Regions from separate parts of the Mus musculus genome. Here region 1 is linked to region 2. A link is a contact called in public HiChIP or PLAC-seq data. All regions are on one chromosome and are shown on one strand. The core of a region is the stretch at or near the end of the contact, and the rest is flanking DNA. Distances in the headings are between cores, read along the strand shown. Region 1 overlaps Tbc1d14 (TBC1 domain family, member 14). Region 2 overlaps Sorcs2 (sortilin-related VPS10 domain containing receptor 2).

Evidence for each region. HiChIP or PLAC-seq counts read pairs in DNA pulled down with a chosen protein or histone mark.
Region 1: a FOXA1 HiChIP or PLAC-seq map of pancreatic cancer cells shows a contact between it and region 2. The contact joins two enhancer-like sites. A contact is called at or near these places in 1 of 115 datasets of contacts at active chromatin or transcription factors (pancreatic cancer cells) and 1 of 9 other capture datasets (pancreatic islet).

Annotation. Positions count from the first base shown.
Region 1 is chr5:36,523,693-36,527,270 of GRCm38.p6, forward strand. It overlaps Tbc1d14 (TBC1 domain family, member 14), which reads right to left. Exons shown (of 14, transcript NM_133910.3): 4 at 1,238-1,356. Among named protein-coding and RNA genes, the nearest start is that of Gm32528, 13 kb to the left of the region's middle. Within about 2 kb of position 1,724, at least 14 of the 459 cell types and tissues checked have an H3K27ac peak or open chromatin away from gene starts, as enhancers often do. A contact at or near this core is called in pancreatic cancer cells, where this site is marked.
Region 2 is chr5:36,181,624-36,185,106 of GRCm38.p6, forward strand. The region is part of intron 2 of Sorcs2 (sortilin-related VPS10 domain containing receptor 2); the gene reads right to left. All of the region lies in intron 1 of Gm31945 (a long non-coding RNA gene), which reads left to right. Among named protein-coding and RNA genes, the nearest start is that of Gm31945, 3.9 kb to the left of the region's middle. Within about 2 kb of position 1,793, at least 15 of the 459 cell types and tissues checked have an H3K27ac peak or open chromatin away from gene starts, as enhancers often do. A contact at or near this core is called in pancreatic cancer cells, where this site is marked.

The DNA of each region.
Region 1 (3,578 bases), core at 474-2,973, 340 kb after region 2:
ACATGATCAGCACCTCCTGCCGCCATGCCTTCCCCACCATGATGGCCTATACCCCCAAACTGTGAGCCAAGGTAAGGCCTGCTCCCTTGAGCTTTTTCTTTCTTTAGGTCAGGTGTTTGTCACAGTAATGGGAGCAATAATCTACATAGTGCTGTAGTTCCTTCGCTGTTTTATGCAGCCGCACACAGGAGCTATATTGATCCCATAGAGAATGTCAGTGGACTCTTAAGCTGACTTAGGGATGTGATGGCACCTCACCTGCATTCCACAAGTACTATAACCATGTTCCCTGTGAGACTGCAACCACCGCCACTGGCGGAAAGTGGCCAGCCCGATCTACCTCTCAGCACACTAAAAGAGCTGGTCCCTCTATGCTAGAGTTCCAACTTCCTCTTCACGGTTTTCTACAATCCTGAAGATATACTCCTCATTAGACCTCACATTTTAATTGTTTATTTAATTATTTTCTCTGTGTGTGTGTGTGTGTGTGTGTGTGTGTGTGTGTGTGTCAGTCAGAGGATAACTTGCAGAAGTTAGCAGTCTCTTTCCACCATTCAGATACCAGGAAGCAGGCTTGGCAGCAAGCATCTTTCTTTACCTACTGACCATATGACTGGCCTGACTTCACAGTTTTAAATATCAGGGATGCACAGGAGGCTGGAATGGACTAGCCCAGGGTAGGATAACCTGCCGTTGTTCTTGTTCTTTCTTAAGTGGGAAACCTTCTCCCTGATGCACTGTTCTGTGTAAATTCGGTAATTAGATTAGCTAGGACTTTCTTCTTCAGGCATGTCTCCAAGCATGACTGCCTCATCACACAATGCGGATACAAGGGCCCAGAGAGAGAGGCGTTCAGACTCAAACTACCCAAAATCTCCACAGGCCACTCTAAGAGTTATCCTAAAACAAAACAAAACAAAACAAAAACCAGGCACCCCCAAAGCACTACTTTGAAGCATGCTTGCAGGGTTCCTTGTACTGCCAAACTAGCCATGTGCTTACAGCAGCCACACAATGGAAACCTGTATAATAAACTACAAGCAAATACTGCCTCAAAGGAAAAGCCTGGTTACATTTCTATGACACAGGACAGTTTCCTAAATCACCATGTGATGTCACACTGAGTGAAGGCTAACATGGAGGTAACAAGAGACCCAGCCATTCTCCTCCCCTTCTCCTGCCTCCAGGAAAGGCGCACCCCCATGGCAGACAGACAGAGGCTCTTCCTCAGACTCACGCAGGTCTGTCCTCGAGGATGAGCGCCGTGGTGGACAGTGGCTCAAAATCCAGGTTCTTCCTCACATTCTGCTTGGGAGAGGGTGGCCTGCTCGGTCTTCCAGCCTTGTCTTCATATTCCTAGAACAAAGACATCAGGTGTCTCTGGGCCCAACCAGTTTTGTATCATCAAAAAAGGAGCTACTTGTAGCTGAGTTCATTGTAAGGGTGAGTGCACTTCAAGTCTTCTCTGCTGTTCAGAAGGAAAGCCTTGGGCAGAAGAAGGGTTCCAAGAGCTCCCTGCTGTGGTGATGCCTTAGGTCAGATCCACACACTTCCCTGTGGTGGTTACAAAGTTACAAGGGTCAGCAGACCCTGAACCACAATTGCCACATAGTGTGGTACTTCTTGGTAAGAGATGAATGGCTTTTGTGATGGCCATTGCTATGCCATCACTGCACAACGTCCTGTCAATAATTCTCTCATGCCCTGGGAATCTATAAGTGACCTCCAAACCCACTGAGTCACTAATTAGATCCACGGACTGTAGCCATAGCAGCTTAGTCACACCTAGTGACCCAGATTCCAAACACCCAGTAGAAGGGTTCAGGAGAGTCAGCTTCTGGAATAATGCATGATTTGGGCTCCCTGCAAAATCAAAACCTGTTCTTCTCTGGCTGTCTATCACAGGTGAGAAGCATCTCTAAGGGAGATGATCCGGTTGGGAAGAAAATGTGGAGTTGCCACAGATTCATGCCATTCTGGATGACAAGAGCCACAAGATCCCGTGAAAAGGATTTATTGACACTAGCTAGAAGAGCTATTTCACAAGCAATTTTCTCTCACCCAGAAAAGACAGCTACAGCTTCTCTAAAGTACAAGAGCACTGGGTGCCCAGGGTTAGGCTTCTACCTTGCCTACCCTGAGCAGATCCCACTGGAGAGGGAAATCCTTTCCAGTTACCTAACTACCCAGAGCTGAGAGACTGATGCTGCTCATGGACCTGGTACACGGCTGAGTGGTGACAGCCCAGTGCTAGCAGCAGGATGTTCCAAGTCCAGTAAGTAGGTATCAACATCTTCAGCTCTACAAGAAATCTACCCAAGGCTCTGTGTTGACAGGGATTATAATTCAAGTGGCATCTGGCAATCATCCCATTGGGTGCTACCTATCTGCTGAGCCTGATCTAGTGCCATTATGCTAAGGCCCGTAATCTCCCACCACAAGTCAGAGGCCAGAGTCTGGATGCTTCTTCCCATTTGCTGTGGCTCCAGACACTGTCTGACCTGATCTCCTGAACAATCAGTATGTCACCCACCTTATAGACAGGACACAAGTTCAAAGTGCAGGGTTGGGGTTGCAGGCCCTCTGCACTGCCACCCTAAGGAGGTCTGGCCTCCTTGGCGATTATACTCAAGCAAATGTGTAGTTTGGGAGTGAAAACACCAAGTCCTCCACGGGTTACAGAGGTGAAACTTGAAGAAAACATTGGCCCACTAGCCAGCAGCTAAAATCCAGGCAAAGAATGCTCACAGAACTCTCCAGGCTGTGGCCTGGTCCCACAGCCACTAGGTGGATACAAGCACTATCTGAACAGGCTGCTGCCAGCAACAGGGAGACACGCATACTTCAGTCAGTCAGCAAGTACAGCCCTACAGCATGGGGACAGGGTTGCACGCACCATTCCATTTTCCCTCAGACCTGAAATGACTGTGGAATGCAAGGGGAAACACTGCAGTTCAAAATACCGTGGATCAGAGAGTCCAGCAAAGTTTGCAAGTCGAAGATATGGGACACAGAAGCAAAATGAAGGGAATGCCTTGATTAGAAGCCAAAGCATCAGGTCTTGTTAATAGGCACTTGTTACTAACTCAAGTAACAGCAGTGGCAGTGGCAGCTGATCAGGTTGATGTACCAAGAACATTCCAGGGGCCTCCCAAGCAGAGTTGATTTAATCTGCACACAAAGCCCAGGAGGCAAAAGATGCCACCACCACCACCCCAATCCTAATGGATATTGGAGGCCCTCAGATTTGCTCTTCAGAGAATGGGGAAATTGATCAGACTCTAAACACTGGGTTCGTTAGGGACATTTCCCACCAACTCAGTGAGCTGCTCACAGGGAGGCCTCCATAGGAAGCAATCTCATTGCCTTCAGCCTCAACAAAGCTTCCAACCTTGACAACCTGTAATCCTGAGTCAGTTCATGCCAAATGGGGTCAAATGGCAAGGGTCATCACATAGTGACACATGCTTTAATGACAGAGCATGGCCTGCCAAAACTTGAAATCCCAGGTAGAGTCTTTGAAAAACCCAAATGGAGGCCTGGAGAGAAGGTCCCCACAGGCATACATGTGGGGAAAA
Region 2 (3,483 bases), core at 543-3,042:
ACTGTGCAGTGTCACTGTGCAGGTCACCAAATGCCATTTTCTTTTACTGTTTCATCCCTAATTCTTACAAGCTCCATAGCTAGGGAGTGAGATCCAGCCTTGGAGGGAAACCTGAGGTCCTTGACTCTCAACGATATGGGGCTGGATATTGCATCTCCAGCAAAGGGGTGCTTGGCTCTCTGGCTCCTGTTCCCCCTTGAGAGTACCTTCGGCTCACTGCTATAGTCACAGACACAGCGACTGCATGCCTGTGGAGTATTTCAGGACAAGAAGGAAGGGTCTGGGCTGATTAAAAGGAGCACTTTCCCACCTGAAGGGTGGGGACACTCGGGACAGGCTTTCAGGAGGAAGTGGCAGCCAAGTGACCTGATCAGGAAAACAGAGTAGTAGAGGCCACAGCAGATGGTGGCATGTCCTTCTCTGAGGGTCCTGGAGCACCTAGAGTCCTCCCAGCTGGTGAGAGGAAGTGTGGTAGGGTGAGAGGAAGCTGAGCCCAGGGACCTTGGCCTCATGCGGAACCCAAGGCCATGCTGGACATAAATCCCTCAGGCAGGGCTGGGCAGGGAGGAGAACCCACCCGATAGACAAGGAGTTCTTTCCTACCCAACCCATTTTGTGGCAGGATGGTAGCTTGGTCCATTAAACCATACCATTAAACAGAGCTGTGTGGAGGTTGGTTCTATGTGGGGGCCTCATTACTGTCATCATTAGCTTCCCACAGCGAGGCCACCACAGTCCAGAGCCAGCTTTAATGGGAACTGGCTAGGCCGGGCCAAGTCAAAGCTCCCTCGGCTCCATTACACAAAGGAACTCCCCATCCCTCAATAGCGATGGGGCTCCCATGCTCATGAAGACATTCTAGTGTCGCTGTCAACTGGAGATTTATTTCCATGGTCCTCTTACCAAGCACAGTGCTGAGCTCCCTGGCATATGGTATGTATGATTTTCATGCTAGGCTTGATAGACAGCTTGCCCGGCATGTTCCTCCAGCCTTGGGGTCAGCCAGCTGTCATTCTGACAACAGTTAATTAATTTTCAAGATATAAAGATATAAAAAGAAAGGTTACTGTTAGTGACATGCACACAACGGCCAAAAGCAAGTACTCACAGACACTCTGCTAAGGGAGCCTAAGGAGTCGGAGGCCAGTCAGGTACCATGGCAAATAGTCTGCAGCTGATCAAGAGATGAGCAGGGAGGCCGGGTGCATGTCCCACAGAGCCCCAGCCTAGGGGAAGCATGATCCTTAAAGGGATATTACCAACATGGGATGGGGTGTCCAGGGGTACATGTTGAGGAAAGCCTGGCTCAACCCGGGGCACTCCAGACCATTAGGCCGTAGCATCTAGCAGGAACTTCTTTGAGATGGTAAGGGGCAGATTCTGCTTGAGGACAACAGGGACCTGGGCTTCTGAGTTCAGTGGTGGCCTGGGCTGAGTCGCCACACTTGCTGTGGCTGTCATGGATGTTTTTTATACAGCGACACAAAGGTCTACCACTGCATTATTTAAAATCAGACATAGCCGTATATCTCTGTCATCCCAGCATTCCAGAACCGGAGGCAGGAGGATCACTGCTGCTTTGAGGCAATTCTGGGTGGGTGGATGGATGGATGGAGGATAAATGGAGGATGGATGGATGGGTCTATGGTGGGTGGGTAAGGAATGGATAAGCGAGAGCACATGGAGATGGAATGGGTGGAGGATGGACAGATAGACAGACCCTGCGTGCATAGTACAACTTCCTGTGTGACCCTGGTATGGTGGTTTCCATTGGAATGTCCCCTATAGGCTCAGATGTGTGGATGCTTAGTCACCAGGGAGTGGCAGTATTTGAAGAGGCATGGCTTTGTTGGAGTAGGTGTAGCCTTATGGAGGAGTTACGTCACTGAAGGTGGGCTTTGAGGATTCAAGAGTCCATGCCAGGTCCAGTCTCGTGTTCTATCTCTGTCTATCTGTCTCTGTCTCTCTTTCTATGTCTGTCTGTCTCTGTCTGTCTGTCTGTCTGTCTACCTCTCTGTCTATCTCTGACTCTCTGTCTCTGTCTCTCTTTCTATGTCTGTCTGTCTACCTCTCTATCTCTGTCTGTCTCTGTCTCTCTATATATATCTGTCTATCTCTCTTTCTATGTCTGTCTCTCTCTTTTTCTATGTCTGTCTACCTCTCTATCTATCTCTGTCTATCTCTCTTTCTATGTCTGTCTCTCTGTCCCTGTCTACCTCTCTATCTCTGTCTCTCTCTGTCTCTTTCTATGTCTGTCTGTCTGTCTGTCTGTGTCTCTCTGTCTGTCTCTGTCTGACTCTCTCTCTCTCTCTCTCTTTCTCTCAGTACAATGCCTGCATGCATGCCAACACACTCCCTGCCATGATGATAATGCACTAAACTTCTGAAACTGTAGGCAAGCTCCCAGTTAAATGCCTTCTCCTCTGAGGGCTGCCTTCATGATGATGTCTCTCCACAGCAACAGAACAGTGACTAAGACACCTAGGAATCCCACTGGGCCTATTTCCTCATTCGGATTAAGAGGAGGAGTCATTTCTCCCCTGGTCACCTGTCTATGGGGATGGAACCTACTGACTGTGACCTCACTACATCATGGTGACCTATGACTTTCACTCCCTTTTTTTTCCAATAACTGAATATCAGGATCAACCAATAACAGCTGCCCCTCTTTTGTGACAGGCTCCCAAGAGACCACTGGCTGTGTCTGCGATCTTCCCATAGACGTTGGGTAGGGGAAAGGGTGCATTGCCAGGCAGCCCTGTGGTGAGAAAGAACCGAGTGCTTTGGGAGAATCACAAGCCCCTGCTGAGACTATGATCACCTGGGGTACTTTGCAGACAGACGGGGACCTCATTGCAACCCGACAACATTGTCAGCATTACTGGATGGGCCCAAGCCTCACTCACATCAGAGCTCTTAGGGGGACAGTGTGAGCTAGCACTGGGAAGACTCTTGCTTGACTCACCAGCCTTGGGGCTAGAAGAGTGTGATGGGACACAGGTGCTTTGAGAGCGGGGCAGGTCTGAATTCTGAATGGGACTTGTTTGGTGGGTGTCATGCATGGCTTGCCATTCTCATCAACTCTCAGCTCAGAATCAGGATATTCCCTGATGACTCTCACAGCAGGCAGCACTCAGAACCATGGCTGTGAGATTCACTCCTGAGCTTTGGGCCTGTCATTCAGACCCTGGGTCTGACTTGCATCATCAAGATAACCATCCTGTTATCTTCATCACTAACACCGCAATCATCACTTCCATCACCAGCATCCCCTTCACCACCACCACCACCACCACCACCACCACCACCACCACCACCACCACCACCACCACTACCACCACCACCACATCATCATCGTCATCATCTCATCACCACTGTTACTGTTACCATCATTGCTCCATGGAACACCCACTGTCAGACTCCAGCCTTCTCATTTATAGGCAGCACTCAAATATACCTTCACAACAACTCTTCAAGGCAGTG